Linked DNA regions of Mus musculus: regions 2 and 3 are each linked to region 1. Evidence: chromatin contacts called from public promoter capture Hi-C data. All regions are on one chromosome and are shown on one strand. The core of a region is the stretch at or near the end of the contact, and the rest is flanking DNA. Distances in the headings are between cores, read along the strand shown.

Region 1 (4,542 bases), core at 996-3,495:
GTGTGTGTGTGTGTGTAAACGTGTGCATGCCACTCCAGAAAGTTCATATTTATGGAGATCCCTAGATTTTTCCAATAGATAACTCAGTTTCTTAATTTTCATTAAGCAGTTCCCCCCCCCCCCCAGTTTTAGCCTATACATTCACAGGGTAAAATTTTAATAATCCTCTAGGCAAATAGTCTTGTTTAAAGTATTAACAAAATAGGTGCCTTAGACATGGTAGCAAGCAAATACTATCACAACTACTTTTCTAGCTGTGAAGTATTAGTTGATAGATGTATCTCAGGCGAGCCTGTTGATGTAATAGCTGATTTCATTTGTGGGCTTGAGTCAGATAACCAGCATCCTTCCTGGGTGAATAGGAGTCAGTTGGTGTAAAGTTGGGTCATTACTAGGAATTGAATTTGTGTGAAAGTTGGTCTTCCCCTTACTACCATGAGGCTGGATATTTGTAAGATTGAAATTACTTAGTCTGCTATATCTTTGAGTAGGTATTTAGGGTAGCCTACCTATAGGCCACCCTGAAAATCTGTTAGAAGTGCCTCCAAAGGTCTTTGAAATTATTTTACCTTAGTCTATCATAGAAAAGCAGATTTTTGAAATAAAGACAAAACTTAAACCTTTCATTTGTTTCTTTAGCGTGGACTGAGGGTAGACTAACTTGAGGAGGGGGAGTAAGTCCTAGGGAGACTATTCTCATAAAGGATGGGCCATTGTAACAGAATAATGTGGGGAATGGATCACCTGCAATGCTGTCAACACTGCTCAGCCTTTTGGTCTTCATTTGGCTCCAGTGCTTTAAGTATTTAGTGACCATTACTAGGTTGATGGCAGCAGTTACTTGGTTATCTGAAGCTTGTCTCTGGGAGTCACTTCTCAGGAAGTTCTTTGAGTTCATTAATATTTACATGTACTTTATATCCAGAAGTTTTAAGAAATATTTTTATGTATATGTGTGTGTCTCAATGTATCATGTGCCTGCAGAGACAGAAGAGGCGTGTCCTCTGGAACTCAAGTTCAGATAACTGAGCGGCCGTGTAGGTGCTGGGAACTAAGCATGGGTGCTCTGGAAGAGCGGTTCCACAAAACAGGTTTACCTTGGAGCCCAGGCTGGGCTCTTAAACTTCTAGGAATTGCTGAGATTACAGCTAAGTGCCACCATCCTTTAAACATTTGAATGAGACTTCTGTTAGTCACAGGAGTAGAGGGCAGGCCCAAGCGGTGCTGGGACTTCATGTCTAAAGTTTTTACTGCAATGACAGATGCCTTGTCTGACAAGAGTGGGAATCTCCTGAGACTTATCTGTCACACTGCCACCTGTGAGGTATTGATAAAGAGAACAGTAGTCCATTGGTCTGACGCACTTTGAGTCATTGTGCCTGAGACTTGGAAGTAAAAAGGGATGGAGAAGTAGACTTGGCTCCCTGGTTTTGCATAAAGTGGTATGTCAGCTTTTTATAACTGAAACCAGTGCTACTTTGTTGATGGGAAGAGAAGTGGCTTATTTGAGTTCATATTTGACCAACTGGATCCTATTGCTTTGGGTGTATGGTGGTGGATGCATCATAGCAAGAGTGGCAGAGGAGCCCCATTTACCTTGTGACTGCACTAGAAACCAGAGAGCATATCTATGACCAAAGACCCGTTTGACCAAAGAGCCCTACCCAAAGGCTCTATATAGTGTGTGGACCTGAGATCGGTGCTGCAGGTTGGCTTTAGCTGTGCTGGTGAGAAGGCTTGCTGATGGTAACTAATGAAATGTCTGAATGAATCGAATTCTACCCTCTGTTGGTTAGTTTAACAGTAGCCTTTTAGGGTAGCATCGAAAATCAAGGTTGCCCAAGTGTGTCAAACAGAAGTGGCTTAGGCAACCTTCTACAAACCCTGTGTGTCTACATACATGTTCTATGTACAGTATACCAAAAATAAAACCTTGTGGCTGCTCTTTGCATGTGCCATGTTATACTTACACATATCCAGTGTAATCCTGAAGGATGAGGTAATGTCTCCCTTGGTATCACAGCCATTACTTTGAGTGGTAAAGTCCTTGTATTTTGATTCCATAGCCTCGTGTCTTTGTTAGTGAAATGACAGTAACCCACATGTGTAAACATGAAGCACCAATTACAGGCACTTTACTTTGATTCAAAAGCATATCAAAAAGTATTTGTGGGCTAGAGAGAGCTCAGTGGTTGATTGACTGACTGCTCTTCCAGAGAACCTGCGATCAATTGCTACCACCCACATGGTGGTTCACAATTCTCTGTAACTGGTTCAGCAGGTCCAAAGTCCGTGGGGAACAAGCATGCGTGTGGTACACAAATAACATGGAGGCAAAGTAATTCACACACTTTAAAAAGTAAATATTTCAGCATGAATCTTGGTTAGCTTTCTGTTATGGTGATAGAGGTTGCTTAGCAGCACTGCCTTTGCCTGGGTGACCAAAGTATAACATTAAATTAGGGGTGGCAGTAGATGTTGCTTACTACATGACAGCCAAGATGCAAAAGAAGGTACCAGGGTCCCAATATGTACCAGGTTTCTGCCTCCCAAGCAGAGTGAGATTGAAAGCTTGCACCCATGTTTTAAGAAGTAAACAACCTCCAAATATCAGGAAGTCCCTGAAACTTAAAAGGTTCACAAGGGCCCTTGCTCCCTGAGGTTGTATAAACAGTAAGGATTACTGGAGGAATGAGACTCTTAGGCATATATGAGACTCTCACTTGTTATGTTGCCTGAGAATTCTGTGGAAATGCCAAGATTAGAGCTTTTATAAGTGATCATCTATACTTCAGTGTTGAGGTAGACTTTTCAATGATGCACCTGCCTTGAAATCACGACTACTCCTTTTTGTTTGTTTTTTGGTTTTTCGAGACAGGGTTTCTCTGTGTAGCCCTGGCTGTCCTGGAACTCACTCTGTAGACCAGACTGGCCTTAAATTCAGAAATCCGCCTGCCTCTGCCTCCCAAGTGCTGGGATTAAAGGTGTGAGCCACCACTGCCCAGCTTCATGCCTACTCCTTAACCCACACTCTTGTAACCCCAATAAACTGGTTAAGTAAAAATTAAAAGAGAAAAAAGCATGCACCTGGCCCTGAGTTTTATTTTTGAGAGATCCTGGAATTTGATATGTAGACCTGTAGTGGTGAGACTAAAGGTGTGTCTAATACCTGACCTAATTATTTTTTAAGTAAGTTTCACTACATTTATATTGCTTAGATTGGTTTCCGGTACTGGGCCTCTCATCTCAGGTTCAAATGCATACCACTACTTTGATTTGATCTTATTCCTAGATATTGTCTAAAAGAGATGAGACATCATGTTCACACAACAAAAACTAGTTTTGAAAGTTGGTTTGGACCAGAATGGTCCTTTTTAAGTGCTTATGTTTGAATTATTAGTCTCCAGTTAGTGGGACTGTTTTGGAATTACCAGGTATAGCCTTTTTGGAGGTGTGCCACTGGGCTTTGAGGTTTCAAAAGTTCAGGTGAAGCTTGGTGTGTCTCTCTGTAGTTTGCAGATCAGGATGTAAAACTCAGCTCTTCAGCCGGGCGTGGTGGCGCACGCCTTTAATCCCAGCACTCGGGAGGCAGAGGCAGGCTGATTTCTGAGTTCAAGGCCAGGCTGGTCTACAGAGTGAGTTCCAGGACAGCCAGGTCTATACAGAGAAACCCTGTCTCAAAAAATAAAAACAAAAACAAAAAACCCCAAAACTCAGCTCTTCAGCCACTGCCATTGTCTGTCACTCTAAACCGCGAGCCCCCATTAAATGCTTGCTCCCTTTTGTAAGTTGTCTTGGTCATGGAGTCCCGTCACAGCAACAGCAACAGTGAATCAAGGTTGGGACCAATTTATTCATTGTACTAGAAGCCTAATAGATTGGGTAAAGAAATGTATCTGTATGTTTCAATGGTAGTAAAAGAATTGATTCAGCATGGAAAATTAAGCAAAAGAAGGCAGAAAATACTATATGCTTTTATGAATTTAGTGGTTAATCAAGTAGTGGAAACCAGAATAGTGGTTGTGGTGGAAAAGTTGAAAGGTTCGTAGTGACTGAGTGGGACTCTGTGAAGTGTGAAGGGACTCTGAAGACAAATATCTCATATATTGACTGTATGTGGTGTCATTTCATAGAATTATTTATTTGCTAGCCATGTGTTTTATGTAAAGTATGACTCTTAGCTGGTACAACCAGAAAGGCCATTGGTGCTACCAGTTTCTTGGCTTCCCTGGTGTTCCGGCCTGGGGCCTGGGTACCACTTCTAGGAGTCATGGGGCTGGATCCGATCATGCTTTCCAGCATTTCAGAGGTCAGGATCAGCATCGTCAGTGGTCTGACAACAGTGATTCTTACGTGCAGGGCTCTGCTCTGCACTGTGCTGGAGAAGATAGCCCTGAATCTCCTCCCTGAGGTAGTCAGTTTCCATAAATTTCCTTACCTGGTTCTCAAAATCTTCTATGTCCATCCCCTAGAGCATGATCTACCCCATCCAGTAGGAACAACCAATAACAGGTCAGACCACTTGAGGTTCACATTTGTAGA
Region 2 (4,542 bases), core at 1,224-3,723, 2.2 Mb before region 1:
CTATTAGCATTTAGTGTATTCTACTAAAATTTTTCTGATACACAGATGAGCCTACCAAAATAAAAAAAAATTACCCTTTGGGGGTCATGATGTAATCCTAGGACTTCAAAGGCTGAAGCAGGAAGATTACTTACAATGACAACTTCAAAAACAGCCTGGACAATGTAGCAAGGCTCAGTGTAAGAAAATTACCCTACCCATGATGTCAACAGTATTAAGGTGGAAACCCCTCACAATAGGAAGAGTACCGACTTCCAGACACAGAAGCTCTAGGGTTCTAACCCTGACAAATTACCCAGCCTCTTAAAGGTCACCATATTAATAAAAATGAGTCACATAATGCAGGTACGTAGAATAGTTTTATAAGATTTAAATGTAACGATCTATTTACAGCTTTAGCATTCAGTAAACATTCAATTCAGAGCGATGGAGTGGATTCTTATATAAGAGCTTATCATCTCTGACATAAAAGAAAGAAGTTCTCAGTCTGGGAAGATGGCTCACTGGTAAGAACAATTAGTGTGCAAATGTGAGGATCTGAGCCTGAATTCAAGCACACACAGAGTGGACATGACTGTGAGTAACTGAGACTCATACATGCACAACCCTTTCATGTATATGCATATACTTTTAAAAAAAATCTTAACAAAAATAAGGCACCATGGGCTGGCAAAACTTGATGTCAGGCCTGATAACCCAAGTCTGACTCTGGAGCCCCACCCACATGGTGAGGGAGAAGACTGACTCCCATGAAGTCATGGGACACTCACCTGGAGTCATGAAGTTGTCCATGATTCCAGATGAGTGTCAGGGCTATTATGTATGCACAAGGGCAAATGCTTTGAAACAGCACACACACACACACCTGAGGCCAGAGGAGGGTGACAAATTCTCTGGAGCTAGAGTCAGAGGTAATTGTGAACTATGGGTTTTAAGATTCAAACTCTGGAAGAAAAATATGTACTCTTCATCTCTCCATTCTGAAACACAGACACACACGTACACAGATACACAGGTATATGTTTATTCATACTTTACTCATTATAACAAAACAGAGGTCTCAGAAAAAAAAAACCACATTTCTCTCATATTCAAAATCTCGTGTGTGTATAGATATACACGTATGTATGTGGGTGTGTGTACATGTAAACAAATGTGCCCATGCATATAGTATAAAATAAAAGAGAAGAAAATATAAAGGGATGAGGAAAGATTGAGTCCATGTAGCTTATGAAATATAAGGATAAGTGTTTTTCTAGTTCTAATTCTGTCCTGAGATTTTTTTTGAGTGAATTATAAATTTAATGTGAAGTATGCTAAAAGTATGCATATACACAAATAAATAAAAGCAAAAAAAAAAAAAAAAAAAAAAAAAAACCAACAAATAAACAGAACTGAGTGACCGTGTATAGTCCCAGCATTCACGAACTAGGGGGGCACATGAGACTGTCTCAAAGAGGAAATGGTGGCATGGCCTGATGGCTCAGTTAAGGGTTAAGGCTTTGGATGAAGTCTGCTGACGACCTCAATCTGTCCCTGAGTTCTACAGAGTAAAAGGGAAAAACTGACTCCCAGAAGTTGTCCTCTAACCACCACACAAGCTCTGGTACTTAATGGCACAAGTATGCCCATACTCGTGTACATACGAAATAGATGAACAGAACTTTAAAAAAAAAAAAACACTTCAGCTGGGCAGTGGTGGCGCACACCTTTAATCCCAGCACTTGGGAGCCAGAGGCAGGTGGATTTCTGAGTTCAAGGCCAGCCTGGTGTACAAAGTGAGTTCCAGGACAGCCAAGGCTACACAGAGAAATCCTGTCTCGAAAAAACCAAAAAAAAAAAAAGACTGTAGGCTTGGAAGCAAACTTCATGGGCTCTAATTTCATCTCTATTCATAACCAGCTCTGTGGTATTGCATATACTTCAGCTCACCTTACTATAAAATGGAAATATGACAATTAACTGCTTTGTTAAAAAAATATAACACTCATGACAATGCTCGGTAAATGTTCAATAAGCATTAATTTCCCTCCTTTTTGTTATATAATTGAGGTGTTTGATTCTAGAAGCTAAGAGGCAAGTGAGCCACCATAGCAAAGACAGCCACAGAAACTATACCACAGATGCCTAAGAAGTCCCCAAAGTAGGCTCTTCTCTAGTTTACACAAAAGTATGGCAAGTAATAGCTATGGAAGCAGGCAAATTAAGCTCTGCTGTAGACACAAAGGCAATCCAAACACAGACTGACGATGCCAGAACAAACCAAGATGTGCTCTTAGGCCAGAGAAAGTGGACCACAGCAAGCCTGGACTCTGTATGACCCAGTAGCAAGCACACTACTAAAAGCTACCCTACATAGGGCCAAATGACTGACAGCACCCAGCTGAACGAGTGGGCTGGAAATCAAAGCATTCTCACAGACAAGCTTGATAACTAAATATTCTGGAGTTCAGTCACCTTTCAGGCTACCTAGAAGTGAGAGCCAAGCCCTTTCTGCCAAGCTGGACTTCAATGCTAGAGGCAGCAGCTTAGTCCCTTGGACAGGGTGAGTTTGTTAGGGACAGGATCTTGCTGTCTTCATTCTCCGAGTTCAAATTCAAGTGACTGTCCTGTCTAGGCATCCTGAGCCCAAAGGGGCTTCAGTACCACAGGCAGACTTAATAAGAGTATAGGTGTTTTGTTTTTTTGTTGATGCCACTTGAAGACTGAACCCAGAGCCTCCACTAACCTACTACACCCCCAGCCCAAGCATTTGTACTTTTATGAACAGACTCCAGAAATTTCATTACATTCTCAATTATGTATTTATTTATCTTTTGTTTTTTTTTTTTTTTTTCCAAGACAGAGTTTCTCTCTGTGTAGCCTTGTCTGTCCTGGAACTCAGAAATCCGCCTGCCTCTGCCTCCTAATTACTGGGATTAATTAAAGGCGTGCACCACCACGCCCGGCCTCAATTTTTAAAAAGAGCTCCAAAGAGAAACACTTAGCTCTGGGAGTACTTAGCACCTCTTCCCCATTCTCTATCAGACCATAAGCTTCTTCAAGAAACTATAGAACCTTGCCAGAGCGCACGCCTGTCGTCTCAGCACTCAGGAAGCAGAAGCAGGCTTATCTCTGAGTTCCAGCCCAGTCTGATCTACAGAGAGAGCTCCAGAACAGCCAGGGCTCAAGAAACAAACAAAACTATAATCTCCCTTTGAAAAACCACAAAAATTAGTCTTGTCTCAAATCAAAGTCGTACAAATATTTCTAAAATAAGTACAGAGTTAATAAACCTAATAAATTCAGTGGTGTTTATAGATTCCCCAGCAACCCCTTTCTTCCTTCTTTTTCTTTGGATAGCCTTAAAAGAAATCAAAATGCTCTATTTGTAGATTGCTAGCTTCAGGAGTTTTTCCAATTTTCTGAAACTCAATGACAGCTCCACAGACTAACACATTTATCAAAAGTCAGAATGTCATCACCAGTGCCTTACACACACACACACACACACACACACACACACATGCATGTACACACACCAAACACAAACATAACAAAACTGGCTGCCTCAGTTGTTTACCCTGCTCAAAACCAACACAGTCACAGATAACCCCCCCCCCACACACACACACACATACCCACATACATACATACAAGTCACATACTGCAAGCAACCTGTCACACACCAGCTCAACCTGTCAGTCCTGAGAAAGGAAGGTGTGAGAAATTGAGAAAGCTGGCCTGACACAGTCAGAAGATTGTCCAGAGCCATTCCCCAGGCTGGAGACAAGCAAGGAATATCGAAGACACTGCCCACGCTGTGTCTGACAGGCTGCTCAGCACTTCGAGGCATGACTGGTTACACAAGCCATTTCTGGAGAACTCCTCGGCCTGGGGATCACTGCTTGGGGCCCCTTGGTGGGATGGAAGCCGTGGCATCAACTTCCTATTTCCAAACAGGCCTACATTCCCTTTCGCCTCCTAGCTTACAAGGCCAGAAGAGGCAGAGCACATGAATCAAGCAGCTCTGGGTTTTCTCATGGCAGCCTCCATTCAGCAGGGCCTGAGGTAAGACGGAAGCTGGAGCTCCACCTCCTACTAGAAGGCAGAACAGTCAGCGTGGTCTCCACTCTTCATCTTCCCATGACTCAGCTCTGCGATCTACGTTTTACCTACACTCTGTGGACATGAGATCCTAAGGAAGAACTGAGTCACAGGGTGCCTGCACCGATGAACCCAAAGTCCTCCTTCCTAGTCAACAAAATAATTAGCCTTTCTAGTCTTTATTCCAACTCAAGAGTCCACAAAATGTAAGCCATAATGGATTTCATAGTGTATTCAAATCAAACCTATATATGTATATAAAATTTGAAATTTCTTTCTTAAAAGATTTACCTTTAATTTTTGTGCACTGGTGTTTTGCCTACACGTATGTCTGTGCGAGTGTCAGATCCCATAGTTACAGTTAATGAGCTGCTATATGGGTGCTGGGAATCGAACCAGGAACCTCGGGAAGAGCAGCCAGGGATGAGCCATCAATCAAATTCTGTTTTTTGTTTG
Region 3 (4,542 bases), core at 939-3,438, 2.0 Mb before region 1:
AGAGCTTGGAGGCATATATGTACCTCCTTAAACAGGAAGCACGTAGGCTTCTAGTCCCTCGGCCTCCCTTTTCAACCCTTCCACTTTGCCCCTCCTTCCAGAAGCCTGATTTATGTAGGATCACACATGGTCCCCAAATGTTGCTCCTTAGTTTTCCTAGTAGTATGGGGGGTGGGGGCACAGAGCTGCCAGTACTCCTTGAGCAGTCTGGTTTGCCCCCAAGACTTGAGTGAAGGCATCTGCCCTTCCCCAAGCCCTGGGAGAACACAGCCTTGTTCCTGCTTGTGGCTATGGTGGGAGCAGAATGGGAAAGTGCCCTCCCCGTGGGGAACCTCCCCTCACTTGTGGCCTCTATTTTTAGTGCTTCCCCAGGCTCTAGCTGGAGAAACCGTTTAGTCATCAGGGTGTTTATTTTTCCGGCTGTTTCCCGACGTCGGGAAAAGCAGAATGTTGAGACTGGAGAGATTCAGGGCTGCTGGAAAAGACGTCTTAGGAACAGGCCTGGGAACACAGCCTTCAGGCCATTGGGTCCCAGCTTGTAGGAAAACAAAACAGGATGGGCCCGGGACAGCTAAGCCCTCAGGAGTGTTCAACCTGCCTCAACCTTGGAGGCTCTCCAAGCTAGAGAACCTAACTCAGTTTGTTTCTCAAAACATAACCAAGGCCAGAAGAAAATTTTTTTCCCAGAATCCCCCTCCCCAGCCTCTCCCTAACTAACTTGGTGAGCTTCCAGCGAGCCATGATCCCAGCCAATCTCAAATATGAGGCTGGCCGTCCATGGCTGTGATTGGTTGGCTGGCCCTCTTTAGACCTGGAATGTTGAGTCCTTTAAAAAGGAATGAGGAAGGAAGGTGAGTCACCTGGGGAAGATATTAAAAGACTAGCAGGAAGAGCTCCGAGAGCTCAGGGAGGTGGGGGCCCTGGACACTCACTGCTGACTTGACAACTCACAGGAGACCAGAATAGGGGGCAGTAAAACTACAAGTGGGACAAAACTCAGACTGTGAAAACGTCTTGGGAGAGGTCTTGATTTCCACGAAAGACTGAAAAGGGCCAAGGTAATGTTGGAAGTTAGATGAAAATTGGACTTCCTGAAAGTGACTCTGAGTTCTTTTCTTCTGGCCCTTGAATTTCCCATCCCAGAATCCTCTGGGTGGCAAATGACTGAGTCTCGTGCTTCCTCTCCTACCTCTGGCTGTGCACCATTTCTTGTTAATCAGTTTATTCTGTTAGCGTACCATGCTGCATATTTAGATGTCGGAGGATAATTCTACGGCGTGGATCTTCCACTTTTCCATTTGTTTCAGGATCAAACTTCCGTGGCCAGGCTTGCATGGCAAGCGCTTTACTGCCTCAGTCATCTCGCCCATCTGTTCTAAAGAAAAGTCACCTTCCAGCCCTGCTGTAAAACCTTGATACCCACCGACATCCTAAAAAGAACACCCTGTAAACTCACATGCATCTTCACAAAGCTATCTGGCAAATAAAACTTAATCCTCCTTTATCCACCCCTTCTCAAGCTTCTCCAGTTCACCTGAACTGGAAAGGTCCCTGTTCCTCTCAGCACCCTCTTCTACCTGGCAGTCAGTCCTTACTCAACCTAGGAAAAGTGCTCTAGCCTTCCCCTCTAGTCTGGTGAGCTGCTTGGCAGATCCTCCTCCTCTCACCTTCCCCTCCCCTGCGCCATCTGGACAGTTCTCAATCCCCACCTCCACCCGCGACTCCACCACCGAGTCATCCTTCCTTTAGTTTTTGGATGATCACCGCAAAGACCCCCAATTCTTCCCCGCATCTGCCACCAAGCTTGCGAACCGGACCCTCAGCAGGTGGGCGTGTATTTTCTCCGCGGGAAGGTGGGACGCTCCACTCCGCCCTTGTCTCCTCTGGACGCACTAGCTTGCTGGGTTTGTTTATTTCCTAAGGTATTCCTCACCAGCTCCTGAGTTCCTGCGGGGATGCAGAGCTGGCGTGGAACGCGCTTAGCAAATGTATTCGCGCAGCCCTGTGAGTCAGAATTGTGCAAACTCTGCTGAATACCTCATTTCTGCATTCATAACCATGGTAGATAAGGACAGGGGTTGAGTCTGGGGGTCCTACAACTCCACTTCAAGCCAGAGTTGGGGTAAAGGGTAGCAGAGTCCGCCAGAAACTTGTCCAGGTCCGTGTGGCACAGTAGTACCCTATGCTGAGAACCGGGTGCCTTGGGACCAGACCTGGGGACAAGAGCAGAGGGCCCTGGAGCTGAGGGACAGCGAATGGTGCCAGAGCGGTCTCGGGTCCGTGTACCCCCCACAGGAGCTCCCTGCCCCCGGCTGGGCAGGATGTGGTGGCAGCTGCAGTTGGGTGGGCAGGATGTGGGGGTGGGGGCAGACAAACACAACCTTACAGTAGTCTCCCCCCCACCCCCAGCTTCTGCCTCCACCCCCTCCGGGTCACGTGCTCCCAGCTTGGGCACCGACGGACTATTTCTCTTTTTCCGCGGAAGAACATACCAAACTCATAGCCTTGGACTTAAGTTGTATCACGCCATTTTCTTGCCTCTATTCCCAGCCTAGGGCAGAAAGTTTGCCCAGGACGTATTTCTGTAAAGCGCGAATTAACTCAAGAGAGGCCCCTTTAAATGCAAATGAATCGCCTTCTTGCTCCGCTCCCCCCAACCCCCATCCCAACTTCTCTCCTCGTGCCCAAACTCCACCAGCTGCTATTGACGTCAAGCATGCGTCAGCATCGCCAGCCCAACCAGACAGCACGTGGGGGAAGAAGGCAATCTTAAAGGGCCAGTAGCTCAGGGCCTGTTACTGGAGAAAGGAAAAGCGAAGTGGGGTGTTAGAAACTATAGGAACAGGAAGAATTGCAGAGACATTCAGAAGGACTGCAAAAGGCCGACGAAGTGGCTCAGCGGATAAAGGTGCTTCGGTACCAGCCGGAGAAGCAACTTCCCAGAGTTATCCTCTGAGCTTCACACATAACATCTCTCCCCTGCACACCATACAATACTAATAAATATTTTTAAAAAGAATTTCTGAGGTAGGAGAGTGTATTCTTTTCCTTTTTATTTGTTTTTGCTTTTCAAGACAGGGTTTCTCTTTGTAGACCTGGTTGTCCTGGAAACTCACTCTTTAGATCAGACTGACCTCGAACTCAGAGATCTGCCAGCTTCTGCAGGTGTTAAAAGTAAGTGCCACTGCCACCCGGTGGCGCTTTTTAATTTTTTAAATTAATTATTTATTTTTACTTTCTATTGTGTTTGTGGAGATCAGAAGACAACTTGTAGTTGGTTCTCTCCAGCTTGTGGGTTCTAGGGTTCAAACTCAGATCATTGGGCAGTTTGGGGCTGCAAGGTTCTTTACAGCAGAGCCTCCATGCCATAGCCCCTTTTAAATCCTTTCTTTGCGCGCTCTCTCTCTCTCTCTCCCTCTCTCTCTCTCTCTCTCCCCCTATTTTCCCTTCCTGTCTTCTTCCCCTGTAGGGCCTGAACCTCACACATGCTAAGGACACATTCTACCACTGTGCCGCATCTCCAGCTCAAGAGAGCGAATCCTAAAGCAGGCTTTGCCTTTGGGAAAGAAACCCAGGAGCTGGAAGAGCAGGTTCAGTCTGAAGGCAAAGGAGGCATGCGCTTTAGCTGAGTGGAAGTGTTAGACAGGGACTAGTGGAACTCTGAGTTCCAGGCCAGCTTGGTATATATAGTGAGTTGCCGGACAGACAGCTACATAGTGAGACCTTGTCTCCAAGCACATGAGTGCAGTCTTTTCCCTCACCTTATTCAGTGTGTCTGTCCACAAGTGTTGTGCCTCCAGCTAGTGTAAAGAACAGAGTAGTCGCCCAGTTAAGTATTTGTGGATGGGAGAGTTGAGCCCTGTGCAGGCTCACCTTTTTCAAGAGCCTCTCCTACTTCTGTCAGGCTCACAGAGCACATGCTCAGGTGATCTTGCTTTTGGAATACATACAGCATTTTCTGAGCAGCTCTTGTCTTCTTCCCTTAGAGCCATGCGCAGCCAGATCCCAGCTTCGACTGTTATTAGCTGGCTGACCTTGGACAGTGTTACTTGCTGTGAGCATTGAATTGGGCAATTTCAGTGGTGCTTTTTACTTGTTTATTTGACAGGGTCTCATCCTGTGGCCCTGTGGCATGAAAATCCCCCTGCCTCTGCCTTCAGAGTGCTTTTTTTTTTTTTTTTTTTTTTTGGTTTTTTTTTAAAGGCTTTTTTTTTTTAAGATTTATTTATTATATGTAAGTACACTACATCTGTCTTCAGACACTCCAGAAGAGGTCGTCAGATCCTGTTAGGGATGGTTGTGAGCCACCATGTGGTTGCTGGGATCCGAACTCTGGACCTTTGGAAGAGCAGTCGGTGCTCTTAACCGCTGAGCCATCTCACCAGCCCCAGAGTGCTAGTTTTAAAGTGTATGTCGTATGCCGCAGTGCCCAGCTAAGCAATTTTTTTTTTTTTCTAGACAGGGTTTCTCTGTGTAGCCCTGGCTGTCCTGGAACTCACTCTGTAGAGCAGGCTGGCCTTGAACTCAGAAATCGACTGAGTT

The links. Promoter capture Hi-C pulls out the DNA fragments that hold promoters and counts their contacts.
Region 2: a contact with region 1 is called in a promoter capture Hi-C map of liver, with 6 times the contacts expected there. The contact joins two enhancer-like sites.
Region 3: a contact with region 1 is called in a promoter capture Hi-C map of liver, with 4 times the contacts expected there. The contact joins two enhancer-like sites.

The regions. Positions count from the first base shown.
Region 1 is chr3:86,132,869-86,137,410 of GRCm38.p6, reverse strand. No RefSeq gene overlaps it. Among named protein-coding and RNA genes, the nearest start is that of Snord73a, 3.7 kb to the left of the region's middle. Within about 2 kb of position 2,245, at least 7 of the 459 cell types and tissues checked have an H3K27ac peak or open chromatin away from gene starts, as enhancers often do. A contact at or near this core is called in liver, where this site is marked.
Region 2 is chr3:88,337,087-88,341,628 of GRCm38.p6, reverse strand. The region is part of intron 1 of Smg5 (Smg-5 homolog, nonsense mediated mRNA decay factor (C. elegans)); the gene reads right to left. Among named protein-coding and RNA genes, the nearest start is that of Smg5, 3.1 kb to the right of the region's middle. Within about 2 kb of position 2,473, at least 11 of the 459 cell types and tissues checked have an H3K27ac peak or open chromatin away from gene starts, as enhancers often do. A contact at or near this core is called in liver, where this site is marked.
Region 3 is chr3:88,136,612-88,141,153 of GRCm38.p6, reverse strand. No RefSeq gene overlaps it. Among named protein-coding and RNA genes, the nearest start is that of Mef2d, 3.5 kb to the left of the region's middle. Within about 2 kb of position 2,188, at least 406 of the 459 cell types and tissues checked have an H3K27ac peak or open chromatin away from gene starts, as enhancers often do. A contact at or near this core is called in liver, where this site is marked.